2 separate regions of the Muntiacus reevesi genome follow, and region 2 is linked to region 1. A link is a contact called in public Hi-C data. All regions are on one chromosome and are shown on one strand. The core of a region is the stretch at or near the end of the contact, and the rest is flanking DNA. Distances in the headings are between cores, read along the strand shown. Region 1 holds the start of MAP3K7 (mitogen-activated protein kinase kinase kinase 7). Region 2 holds the start of CASP8AP2 (caspase 8 associated protein 2).

Evidence for each region. Hi-C and Micro-C count contacts between places; a contact is called where the count stands out from the background.
Region 2: a Hi-C map of muscle shows a contact between it and region 1, with 6 times the contacts expected there. The contact joins the promoter of CASP8AP2 here to the promoter of MAP3K7 in region 1. A contact is called at or near these places in 2 of 3 Hi-C or Micro-C datasets (blood and muscle).

Annotation. Positions count from the first base shown.
Region 1 is chr19:55,751,516-55,758,546 of mMunRee1.1, forward strand. MAP3K7 (mitogen-activated protein kinase kinase kinase 7) reads left to right here and starts at 2,565. Exons shown (of 17, transcript XM_065911333.1): 1 at 2,565-2,930. The coding sequence starts at 2,811.
Region 2 is chr19:56,436,919-56,443,949 of mMunRee1.1, forward strand. It overlaps CASP8AP2 (caspase 8 associated protein 2), which reads right to left and starts at 4,496. Exons shown (of 11, transcript XM_065911470.1): 1 at 4,435-4,496.

The DNA.
Region 1 (7,031 bases), core at 1,315-3,814:
TCTTTGATTGCAAATAACAAAAATACAACTGGAATCAACTTAAATAAAAAATGGGAATGTATCAACTCATAAAATCAAATCACAGAACGGGAGAGGTACACTGGACATTGAGGATGATAAGATCCAGAGTAATAAGCACTGCTGAGAGCTGGGACTTAAAAAAAAAAAGAAAAACTGCAAGCAAATAGGAAAAGGATTGATTTTAGATTACTATCAACATCAGAAGTCCAAATCAGTGCATAAAATATAGAAGCAGAAGTATTAAGGTAGATGTTCAAGATCATGTGGGAGATTCACTTTGAAAGGCATCCAAAAAAATAAGAAAGATGTACACATGAGAGGATGCATAGACAGATGTATGATAAAACAAGTATAGCAAAATGTTAATGATAGCATCCTACCAGTAAGTATCTGGTTGTTTACTGTAAAATTCTTTCAACTTTTCTGTATTTCGATATTTTTTATAACAAAATTTTGGGGGGGTGGGGGGGAAACAAGCAGAACACCATCATGACTATGGTGACTAATCCCTTGTCTGCAGTATTCTAGTTCTAAACTGAGGTACAGAAAACAGATCATGCATTCCACGAAAGTTAGGACTGGCAAAACTATTCATTCAGCCAAAACGTAAGAGTTATCTCTTGAATTCCCACTTGGTAGCATACACTGTTTTAAGGTCAAGGTGTTAAAGAAAAAGTAAATATGACCTGTGAGTCAAAGGACAAGGTTAAAAGGTGACCATCCTAGTTTGGGAATTTGAGTAAAGAAATGACAGGTAAAAATGGTTATCCCATTAGTTTACTTTCATTTGGTGGTTGTTTTTTGTTCCGTTGCTCAGTCGTGTCCAACTGGAGAAGGAAATGGCAACCCACTCCAGTACTCTTGCCTGGGAAATCCCATGGGTTGTAGCCTTCCAGACTTCTCTGCCCATGGCATTTCCCAGGCAAGAATACTGGAGTGGGTTGCCATTTCCTTCTCCATTCTATCTGGTTATTAGTGCACTAATTAAGCATCATTTTATTGTAATACACATAGAAATAAAGCTCTGATTTCTCACTTGGACAACTGAGTAGATAATGAGATCCTTCATGGAGACAGAAAATGCACACAAAGAATATATACGTAGTGGGTGATAACTTCTGAATTTGTTTTTGGAATCTTAAAGTTCATGTGCTAAATTATGTCTAAATAGAGATGTCCAATAGGTCCAGAATTCAGGAAAAACTTGAAAACTGGGAGAGATTGTGAGTCACCATCATAAAAGTGGTCAATACCCTGGGTAAGATCACCCAGAGATTGCTCTGTGAAAGAAATTATTCTTTCTTCCATTCTCTTACCCATTCACCAAATTATCATTGTTATTAAAACTACAAATAAAAAAGAGTCACACTGTCTTCCAGGAGTTCATAACTTCTTAATTGCCAAATTCAATGACCTATTCGCAATCCCAATGGGTTAAAATTAATTCTGTACAGCATTTATTTGGTTAGCTATTTCTTATTTGAAAAACTCTCCTCCACTGATATTCCCATCACCATTCCCCTCACTTTCTCCTTTCTGACTGTTCCCTTTTTGGTCTCCTACTGAGACAGAACTTGACCTTCACAACGTTTCATTCTTAAACCTTCATCTCTAACTCCAATTTTCCCAATTAGGCTTTAGATCAAACTGACTGATGTTTAAGAGATAGTTTAAAATTAAAAATTGTGTTGATAGTACAACACAGGAAATACTTTTCACCTTGGAAATATACTGAGCTAGGTGCTTGTGAGAATCATAATTGATTTACTCCCGAGCCTGTTTACTCCTGTCCTGAAAATGGCAACAAAAATACTTAATTTGCAAGGCTACTGTTAATGATAAAATATGGGATACATAAAAGCAAAGTATCCAGCACAAAGCACTGCACTCCGACATGTACCATTAATACATCCTATAAATTCAAATGAACGACAAATTATGCCAAATTATAAATATCTACCTTACCTAAAATTAACTTCTGTTCGTGAGCCTATATAGTATTATTCAGGCTACATACGCTGGCTCGCTGTGTATTATTTTCTTTAGAATCTCTGACAGCATCAGGGACTGGTTCAAAGTAACAGTACAATCGCTTCCTTCCAAACACCAAAACACATTTTCTTAGGCTTTTTAGGAAATAGTGCAGTTTAGCTTCGGAGTGAAGCTGAATAGTAAGCTTCCTCACAAAAACTCAATCCAATACTACCCCGTCCATTTGCAGGTCTCTGAGAGAAAAGGGAGCGGGGTCAAAACATACTTCACCAAGAAGGTTGAAACTGTAGCTTTTATCTTTCCCGCTGGTTCCTAGAGGACCAACCGTACAGAGATTCCACCGCGCTCTGCGCCACTTCCGTTCGCGCGTTTTAATTACGTCACACGTCAGTTCTCGCGGTATTATCACTTCGCCGAAGCCCTTTAATAAAGGTCTCGCGAAATTTGTCCCACAGGTCCAAACAAGCCTCTCACCCTCCCCCACTCCACCCCTCCCCCACTCCACCCCCGACCTGTCCTCCTTTCTCTCACCGAATTCTCCCCTCCCCTCCCGTGATCTCAAGGCCCTCCTCTTGTTTCCGATCTCTGGCCGGAACCGGAAGTTTGGTGGGCGGGGCCGGGCGGCGGAAAACGCAGCGGAGCCGGAGCCGGGACTCGGCTGTGGCCGCTGTCCCTGTCCCCGCCACGGATCGCCGTGGCTCCAGGTTGAAGGTCGGTCCGGAGGCGGGTGGGCGCGGGTCTCCCCCGGACTGTCCGGGCGGCAGCCTTCCCGGGCCCCCCGGGCTCCGCGAGGGATCATGTCTACAGCGTCCGCCGCTTCTTCCTCCTCCTCGTCTTCCGCCGGTGAGATGATCGAAGCCCCCTCCCAAGTCCTCAACTTTGAAGAGATAGACTACAAGGAGATCGAGGTGGAAGAGGTGAGCGAGGCCCGGCACGGAGGCTCGGGCCCTGGCCTGTCCCGGTCTCTGCCTGGTCCTGACTCTAAAGGCGCCTCCCTGGTCCCTCTATTTCTTGGGACCCACCCTGGAGTCCCCACACCCCACCGAGGCCGGGCGTAAAGGGGCTCTCCGCGTCCAGCTGCTCCGGGGTAGCTCTCTTTTCTCACTTTAGCACCCTTGAGTTTGAATTTAATACTCTCGTGCTTGGAGTTTGGGTCATCTCAAACGGAAAAGGATAAACTGGTGCGATCGTCTGGTCCACCAGTTCTAGAATCTGTAAGTAGTAAAATTGATCAAAGACCATGGCCGTTTTGGAGTTTTAGTTCTCCAAAACATGGTGTTCTTAAGGGTCAAGGATTGTTTTATGTTCGACTTCTGGCTCAGCATCTGGCACGCAGTGGGTGCTCAGTGGATGCTTCGTAAATTAATACATCCAGAAGTCTAATAGTTTTTCCTCAAGTACCGAATAGCTCTGTTTCGCCAGTTCCATAGAGCAGTAGTCATGTTAAATGTTATTTAATAGTCTTCAATTAGACTGATTTAGGTTAATTTCACCACTAGTAATGTAGACAGGTTTAGGATGAAAAAATGTTTCAGGTAGCATATTCTGAAGAAATAACGAGTGATTTCAGTGACAACTAGAATGTGAGGTCAGACCAGAAGTCGCTGTTATTAAACCTGAATACATCCTTTATTCTGCAATATTTAAATTATTTTGGAGCAAGGTAATGTGCCTTTAGCACATTGCTTCTTTTCAATGCACAGAGGTTGGTTGTATAGACCATAAAAATTAGAAAACTTAAAGCTATATATATTTTAAAGACACTTTAGAAAGTGTTAAAACTTTGGTTGTAAATGGTATTTATTATTTACCATTTGTTTATCATTTAAGAAATTTACTAAGCACCCTGCATTACATACACCCACGAGAATCCTGCATGTTCTGTATTACAGATCTCAAAGAATTATCTCTACTTTAAAAATTTTTAATTACTTTTAGACAGTGGTAAGCTAAAAGTAGTGAGATAATTATCCTTCAACGAACGTTTTTTTTTTTTTTTTCTATGCATGTTTTGGAATAATGGATTATTTTTACTTGCTTAAAATAATCTTAAAGATGGCTGAAAACAGCCTCATTTTACAAGATAATGTAAGTGGAAAGAGCAAAACCTTAGGAGTTAGATGAAGGTTCAGTGTATCAGCTGCGCCATTTGTTAGCTGTGTGATCTGGAGCAAGTTTCCTGACCAACCTTTTTGAGCTTTAGTTTCCTTAACTGTAAAATGATTATAATTTCGACCTCATTTTATTTGTATGAGACTTTATTAGGCAGTACGTGCAAAATACCCAACACAGTGCCTGACACACATTACTAGGAACTGAGTTCTGGAGAGGAACTGTGACCTGCTTTAAGGTCATATGGCTAAAAGAAGGACCCGTATTTTGGAAGAGGGGGAGGTTTTGTGTGTGTCTGTGTGTGTTTTTTTCTACTGAGACTATGATAAATTCTTTTTTCAGAATTGGATAGTTGATCTCGCTTTCATGGCTAACATTCTTTCTTTTTTAAGAATAAAAATTCAGTGAGTCAGTATAAAAGAATTGTAGTTTTTAAATAAGCATTTACGTCTACTCTGTGGCGAATTGCTGTGCTTGTAGACTACAAATTGTTATATAATAATAACTTGTACTTCGTGGTCTACCAAATGTTTTCAGAGACTTACATCATCTGATTTTTACAACCTTAGTTTTCCCACACTGCTTTCTGAAGCATTTTACATTCTTGGTTATTCGTAAGGTGTCATTTATCCTTTTACTACTCTTTCCCCAAAGCTATTTAACCTCCTATTTGGGTTCTGTTTCCAAAGACCTTTCCTTTAGTTTAGATGATGTTTCAACTATTCTTTAGTAGATTTAGGACATTGCTGAGGAGTATATTTTTGTTCCTAGATGAAGTTTTCTTAAGTTAGGCAGTCTTTTAATTTTGTTCTTTTCAGTTTTTATTAGTCAGTTTATTTTCATGTTAAAGATTTGAACTTAGATCTTTCTAATGTTAAAACCATTACATAATTTTCATCATATTCTTTATGTTCACATTAAAGCAGTGTTACTATATAATCTAGGCAGCACCATGGGCGCTCATTATTTCTCAACTTAGATTCTGCTCTCAGCTTAAAATCATGAATAAGAGAAACAGAGAAAGATGACTCAAAACAAAAAGTATATTACATTGCTTTCATTATTATATATGGTACCAGTATATTGCCTACTAATGAAGAAAATCATATTGTTTCTCAAATAGCAGTGTAATTGAATCAGCATTATATTGTTTCAGTTAGAAACTGTGTATAAGGAAAAATCCTCTGACCATAGGCCAAATATGCACTCATTTGACAGATGTATATTTTTAAGGCATCGGCTGATTTTAATCCTTACATTTCTTATACCATGACTCAGTAATAATCAGTGTGAAACTTTCCAAATTCAGTTTTGGTATCAAATTATGTCAGGTCTCAGCATTCGAAACCTATGTAGGTATTTTTTTAATTTTTTAAGTCATTTTAGCTTTTATCATTCTGGATCTGACTGTTAGAATGAATTGTGAGTTATGTATCTGTACACTGGGGACTAGGTTGCAAGAAGTGATAGAGGCAGTGTGGTGTGGTTAAAATAAAAGTGTACTGGGCTGGGTATTTAGAAAATGTAGATGCCACACTGATTCTGCCATCATGTATTTCAGTAACTTTGAGCAAATCACCTCATTTTTCTGAGCTTGATTTCTCACGTAAAAAGAGAGATTGAACAAGATAACTTAAGGTTTCTTCCCATTCTAACATGAAATCACACTGTTTCACACTTTTTCTGGCATTTATGCTCTGTTTCCACAGTCAGTTTTAAGGACAGTGATCATGATGAAATGTAGTTTGTGACTGACTAATCCTGATTAAACAGGGCAAATGATACTCCCGTTTTACAGATATTGACAACTAGTCATAGAGTTTGATTTGCCAGAAGCCTCATATCTAAGTTCATGGTAGAGCAGGGAGTTGAGTTTGAGATTTCTCACTCCTGAGTCATTTGCTCTTTCCTCTTGGATTTATAAGGTTCCTTCCCTTCTTTCTGAAGTTAAGGTTTGTAGCCAAACCTTATCGTAAGAATGGGAAACAAAATACCGATTTCATTTATAATAGCTGGTCTGGAGCCCTTAATGAACATTCTTTTCTGTGCTAAGATTATAAAAGATGAGTGAAGGATTCTAGGGTTCTCTCCTTAAAAACTTTGACTTATCCTGAGACTAGATTTTCAGAACCACAAATTAAAACTATGAATGGAATGTAAATTGCACGCTTAAGCCATAATTGGAAAGTAGAGTTTATCACAGAAGGCTCCATTTAGCAGGAAAGATTTTGCAACTAGGTTTTTAATAAAGTAAGCATCATAGATTGGGAAAGATACTAAAATGAATTCTTTGTAGTTGCTCCTATGCCTCAAATGCTCTTTTCCCTAGAATTTCATTGACCTGTTCTCACCATTCAAGTCCCATTCAAGTGGTGGTGGTGTTATAGTCGCTGAGTCGTGTCCGACTCTGTGACCCCAGGGACTGTAGCCTGCCAGGCTCCTCTGTCCATGGGATTCTCCAGGCAAGAATACTGGAGTGGGTTGCCATTTCCTTCTCAATGTTACTTCCTTGAAAAAGCTTTCCCTGAGCAACCTAGATCTTTGTCAGTTCTAATATCCTTCATGGCACTTAGCTGTCACTGAAAGTAGGTATCCCTCAGCACAGTTTAACCTTATTCACACTTTTAACTCCATTGGCTAGCATCTAAAGGTTTTCTGTAAGTAGTTGCTGAATGAGTAAATGAAGTTACTGTAGCATAATCATGAGAATTCTAGTGTCCATCTGGTTCTCTTTATGTGAGCTGGTCCTTTTATGTGATTAAACCAGAGGTTAAGATAAATTAGTGATTTGGCTAACGCAGCATTTACACTAAAAATAAAATCTGATTCTCTATGCAAATGTTGATTTCACTGCAATTAATTATACGTAGCAAGTAGTTTGGTTTAACCAGGGGTAAAAGATTCTG
Region 2 (7,031 bases), core at 3,246-5,745, 690 kb after region 1:
GCAGACCTCGGAGATTCAGTGACAGAATTAAAAAGATTTAAGGAAAAATGTATTCAAGTATCGGGCTTCCCAGATGGATCTAGTGGTAAAGATCCCCGCCTGCCAATGCAGCAGACCTAAGAGATGTAGGTTCGATCCCTGGGTCGGGAAGATCCCCTAGAGGAGGAAATGGCAATCCACTCCAGTATTCCTGCCCGGAGAGTCCCATGGACGGAAGAGCCTGGCAGGATACTGTCCAGAGGGTCGCAGAGAGTCGGACACGACTGAAGCAACTTAGCATGCACGCATTCAAGTACCCAGCACTACCCATTTCAAAACCACGGCCTGAGCTGTCTTTTCAAAATGCAAATATGACCATGTTCCCTCCTGTGTTTAAAACTCTTCAGTGCTTCCAGCTGACCCTAGGTTAGAACACACATCTGTCATAGGCATGCTCACAAAGCCCCGAGTGAGCCAGCTTCTGTGTGCTCCATCGCTTCAGCCATGTCTGACTCTGTGCGACCCCATGGACTGTAGCCCGCCAGGCTCCTCTGTCCATAGGGTTCCCCAGGCCAGAATACTGGAGCAGGTTGCCATTCCCTTCTCCAGGGCATCTTTCTGACCCAGAGAACGAACCAGGGTCTCCTGCACTGCAGGCGGATTCTTTTCCACTGGCCACTGGGGAAGCTGCAGTATTAGTCTCCATCATCCTCCCCCATTCTCCGGGAGTCTCTGCTCTGATCCTAAGGGCCTTCCTTCAGCTCCTAGAAGAGTCTGTTCTTCCCACCACAGAGCCTCGGCAGGGAGTGCTCTTTTCTCACTGCCCTCCTTCACTCAATTCCTCTTGATACTGTGGCTTACGGGCTTCCCCAGCGGCTCAGCAGTAAAGAATCCACCTGCAATGCAAGAGATTCCTGACAGCCTACACTCCACAAGGTCGCAAAGAGTCAGACATGACTCAACCCAACTCAGGGATCGAGCCTGGGTCTCCTGCATTGCAGGCAGATCTTCACTGTCGAAATCACCAGAGAAGCACCTGTTAAATTTAACCATCTGTTAAATATTCTTATAACACTGTGTCCTTTCTCTACATGGCCTCTTTTCAGTTTATGATTACATTTTTGTGGGAATCCTAGAGAAATATCTGTCTCATCCACTAGATTATATGCTCTACCAAGACCAGGCCCTGGTCTGTTCTGTTTCCCATTGTATCCCCAGCTCTTAGCACAGAGTCTGACAGGTTGGTAGGTAGTAAAAAAAATATTTGCTGAAATAATCAAAATCCCAATTTGCTAAAGACAACTCTTCAGTTCCTAGCTTCAGTAAAAAGGTAGTCATGTTTTTAATTGAAATGGAGATCCAAAGAAGACACGTTGAATTATCTGTAGGACATTCACGACAAGATGTCTAAACAGTATATAGCACCGAAGACAAGACATAACTGCTACTGTTTAGAAACGATGGGCTGGAGGAAGCACAAGCTGGAATCAAGACTGCCGGGAGAAATATCAATAACCTCAGATATGCAGATGACACCACCCTTACAGCAGAAAGTGAAGAACTAAAGAGCCTCTCGATGAAAGTGAAAGAGAGTCAAAAAGTTGGCTTAAAGCTCAACATTCAGAAAACTAAACTCATGGCATCCGGACCCATCACTTCATGGCAAGTAGATGGGGAAACACTGGAAACAGTGGCTGACTTTATTTCTGGGGCTCCAAAATCACTGCATATGGTGACTGCAGCCATGACATTAAAAGATGCTAAAAAAAAAAAGAAATTAAAAGACGCTTACTCCTTGGAGGGAAAGTTATGACCAACCTAGACAGCATATTAAAAAGCAGAGACATTACTTTGTCAACAAAGGTCCATCTAGTCAAGGTTTTCCAGTAGTCATGAATGGATGTGAGAGTTGGACTATAAAGAAAGCTGAGCACCAAAGAATTGATCCTTTTGAACTGTGGTGTTGGAGAAGACTCTTGAGAGTCCCTTGGATGCAAGGAGATCCAACCAGTCCATCCTAAAGGAGATCAGTCCGGGGTGTTCACTGGAAGGACTGATGTTGAAGCTGAAACTCCAATACTTTGGCCACCTGATGCGAAGAGTTGACTCATTTGAAAAGACCCTGATGCTGGGAAAGATTGAGGGCAGGAGGAGAAGGGGACGACCGACGATGAGATGGCTGGATGGCATCACCAACTCAACGGATATGGGTTTTTGGGTAGACTCCGGCAGTTGGTGGACAGGGAGGCCTGGCGTGCTGCGGTTCATGGCGTTGCAAAGAGTTGGACACAACTGAGCTGAACTGAACAACAGCCAAGATTAGAAACTATCCAAATGTCCACTGACAAGTGAATGGATAAAAAAGATGTGGTATACATATACCATGGAACACTACACAGTCATAAAAAAGAATGAAATATTGCTATCTTCAGCAACATGGCTAGACCAAGAAATTGTTATATTGAGTGAAGTTAAGTCAGAAAGAGTAAGACAAATACCATATGAAATCATTTACATATGGAATGTAAAATATGACACAAATGAACTTATTCACAAAACAGAAAGATTCCCAGACACAGAAAACAAGTTTATAGTTATCAAAGGGCAAAAGCAGTGGGGGGAAGGGATAAATCAGGAGTTTGGGTTAGCAGATACAAACTACTATATATGAAATAGATAAACCATACAGTCCTATAGCACAGCAAACTATATTCAATATCCTGTAATGAAGCATAATGAAAAATAACATGAAAAAGAATGTATAGAGTAAAAGAATATATAAAACTGAATCACTTTGCTGTATACCAGAAACTAACACAACATTGTAAAGCAACTGCTATAGCTGAGAGCACTCTTGAAGTTACAAAGACCAGTGATTCTCTTGAAAAGGAAGACAGGAAACAGAAGAGGAGGAATTATGTATCAGTATCTCTTGGGAAGAAGGATTTTTCACATTTGCTCTCATCTTTCTTCAAATGAGTGTCTCAATATACAATGAGAATTGTTTCTGATAGGAGAGTTGCACCAAAGTGTAGAGGCAAACTTTTTAAAGTTGAGAACCATGATGATGAAAGAAAAGAGTCGCAAGCTCACTCATAATCTTTTGAGGAACAATCCCAATGAATTCAAATGTGAAGGCAAAGCAGATGAGAGAAGGATCACCTAGGCTTTTGTGATAGGATGTCTTTAAGAGACAGTCTGAAGGAGGTTTCCTTTAAGAAAAAAAAAAATCAAGGGAATGAAATTAACATTTGTAGAGAAAAACAAAAATATCTGTAGACAAATAGTCAGGGGAGAGGGAAAGGGTATCTTTAGGCTCACAGGAAAGGCTTAATCAAATATAGCAAGATCCCTAAAATGATGTACGGGGAAAAGAATAACAAACACCATATATACTGTACCCTATGTGCCAGCCACTGACCTAAATGCTCTTAAATACATTATTAATTTATCTTAAATCCTCCCAAAGTCCTATGAGGTACAGACTATTATTTTTTCCAATTTACAGATGCAGAAATAGATAAGAGAAATTTGCCTCAAGGTCCAACAGCTGGTAAAGGGAGACCTGGGATTAGAACCCAACTGTCTCTAAAGCCAGATGACAAAACCAAGAATATTCATTAGAGAGAAGAATATAAAAAAAAAATTTTTTTAATGGGTGATCTCTTGCAAAATGGCAAGAAACGCTAGAACTAATTGGGGTAGAGGGACTCTTCCCCTGAAGGCCTCTGTCCCCCCTCCAATCAAAAGAGCCCTGAGTGAGATGGAGGAGGAGCCTTCAAGACAGACAAGGTTTGGAGCTGGAGCTGTAAAGAATGGGAAAGAGCAGGGAAGAATCAGAATCAATGGCAAGTTGATGTCTGAAGCGCAAATCTTGACACTCTACGAATTATACATTCACATCTGACTTAGGATCTACTCTGTGTTAGGAAAAGAGTCTTATACCTGTAGAGATTAAGGTAAACAACTTCTCTGGGTATAACAGTGGCCGAAACAAACAAACTACATCAATGATCACCAGACACAGGAAAGACCCACTCCTCCAGAGAATCGCATCCGAACGAGTACATTCCAAGGAGAGATAGGTTTTGGGGGGGGAGGGGAAGGAAGAATGGTCGAAAGGACAATTCCAAGGAGAGAGAGGTTTTGGAGGGGAGGGGCAGGAAGAGTGGTCGAAAGGACAATTCCTACCTGCGCTAGTCCTCGCCCCCGCCACCTCCCGAATTCTCTCGAAGGACCATAGAGGGATCTGAAGTGAAAGCCCAGAAGCTGCATCCGAGGAACGCGGCTTCCTGGGGGCCCCGGACATCAGACGCACGCCAACCCCCACCGACTCCGCTGCTCCCTTCAACTCCCTGGATCCCCGGACGCAGTCATCCTCCGCTACGGGGACTACCGCGCCATGCAAACTCTTCCCAGAAGCTCCGCGCAGACCGGACCCCCAGAAGAACTTACCCGCCCCGCCTGGCCCAAAGCAGCCTGGGATCCTCTCTGGACACCCTGGTCTCCCTGCATCTCCACCAATGCCAGCTCGCTACTAGCACCCGGAGGCGGGACTGAGCGCCCACGGCCAATCGGATCGGACGCAAAGCACGTCCTCGGCGCACATTAATAGTTCCCGCCTTTGGGAGGGATTAAAAAAAGCACGGTTGGCGCCAAACTCGCGTGTTTGAGGCAGAGGGGCGGGGCCTGCCCTGGCGGGGAAGAAGGGGCGGGGCTTCGCTATGGAAGGGGCAGAACCTTGGCTGAGGTGGGGCGGGGTCCGGGAGCTCCTTCATGAAAGGGAAAAGCAATAGTTGAGAAGGCACTGTCATTTACTTAGGTCTTTGTTCTGTTAATTCGACTAATTTATTTGGTTCTGTGTTCAGTTAATTCGACTGGTTGCCAACCGCGTGCCGGACAGGCGCTGGGCGCTGAAGTGATGACGACGAGTAAGGCTGTTGTGCGCTGCCCTCAGACGCTTGACTGCAGGCTAAGCAGTTTACCCCGGGGAGCTGGTACCGAGGGGGTACCAGTCAAGTGGGATGGGAGAGAGAGCAGCGCTTTTTAGAGTCAGGCTACCAGAATTATCTCTTAGAACTTGCGGGCATCAGAGGCACCTGTAGGGTCTAACCCCCAGAGGCTGGCCCTGTGCCACTGACCGGTGGGGAAATAAAGCCAGCTTTCGCTGCTACCTCATCTAGAGATGTGATCTTGAGCCCTAGTCCTTTCCTCCTGTTTGTCCATTTTAACAGCTTGCGACTGTCATTAACAATTTATTGTATATTTTAAAGTTTTTCAAAAAGTCCTCATTTGGGTGAATATATTTAGAAAGAATACTGGTTTCCTAGACTCTCCCCATGGAGAAGGCGAGGGTACCCCACTCCAGTACTCTTGCCTGAAAAATCCCATGGGTGGAGGAGCCTGGTAGGCTGCAGTCCTTGCGGTCGCGAAGATTCGGACACGACTGAGCGACTTCACTTTCACTCTTCATTTTCTAGCATTGGAGAAGGAAACGGCAACCCACTCCAGTGTTTTTGGCTGGGGAATCCCAGGGACGTGGGAACCTGGTGGGCTGCCGTCTATGGGGTCGCACAGAGTCGGACACAACTGAAGTGACTTAGCAGCAGCAGACTCTTCCCCAACCACCGTCGCTTCTGAAGAGAAGTTAGCCAGGTAGCTTTCCAGGTAGTGGAAACTGGAAGGGTAGAAGGTGTGCAATCACAAGGCATACGTCGTTGCTTTAACATAAAAGGGTGAGGTGAGGCTGGGGAGAGAGGCTTGGATCAGACCTTGAAGCCCCATAAGAACTTGTCGCAGAGCTTGGAATTTACTTTTAAAGATGAGGCATGGGCGGGCCACCAAACGTTTTTAAGGTTGGGGTGCTGGTGATCTGATTTACATTCAGTAAGCTCTGTTGGCCTTGAGAAGGAGGATTCTGAGATGCTGTTGCAGTGATCCAGAGAAGATGAGGGAGATGGCAGGTAGCCTAGGAAATTGATTTTAGACTATTTAGGAGATGAAAGTGATAAAACATAGCAACTGATTGAATACTGGTTTTCAGCATGAGTACTTGATGGCAGTCATCAAAGAAAAATTATTGAGAACACAGCATATGTGCCTCAAAAATAAAGGTTTCTGGCAAAATTATCTTCCAGAAAAGAATAAACTTATCATTTAAGCCTTATAAAGTCTCTCGTTTTTACTGGTACTCTCATAAATACTTTACATTGAGCAGAAAGCAGTATTCGGTTTAAAAGTATTTCCTTGGGAAATTCCCTGACAGTCCAGTGATTAGAACTCTGTGCTTTCATTGCTATGGCTTGAGTTTATTTCCTGGTCAGGGAGGGAACTAAGATCTTGCAACTAAGATTCTTTAAGCCCTGGCAAGGAAGGTGAGGTTGGGAGGTGGGAACTACCTGTAAAAATATTTGCTTCAAAAGATCTCATTGCCAATTTGGTAAACTTACAGAAGCCAACTGAAGAAATCAATATTTTTCTTAGGGAAACAGAGTAGTGTAAAACAGTTACATCCTTTATGGAGTCTGAACTCATGATTGTAAATCTTGCTAAAGTAAAAGCAATTTCTGAAGAAGGTGTTTATGTAACTAGAAGATACAGTGTTAAGGGGGATAAAAGAACAACGGAAGAATTAGAAAAAGAATATACATATATTTTGTTTGTTTTCATATAGCAACACTTGAAGGATAAATTAGAACCTAATAAACAAATGTACCATACGGAACTTACTTAAATAAAAAATTATTTCCACATAAAAATATTAAATGGTGGCTTCAGGCACGGCATGGTACCTTTTTTTATTAGGTTCTAATTAATCCTTCAAGTGTTGCTATGCAAAAAAAAGCAAAATATATGAATGGAAATATGTAAGGCTTTTCTTTTTTAAAATTACAGTTTCATTGAGATATAATTCATATACTGTATATTTTACCTATTTAAAGTGTTAACTTTGCCTTTTTATAAACTTTTACTTTTAAACTATAGAAGAAAAAAATAAAATAAAATAAACTATATAAGAGCTTCATATATTAAAAGACTGAGTTAAATCAGGA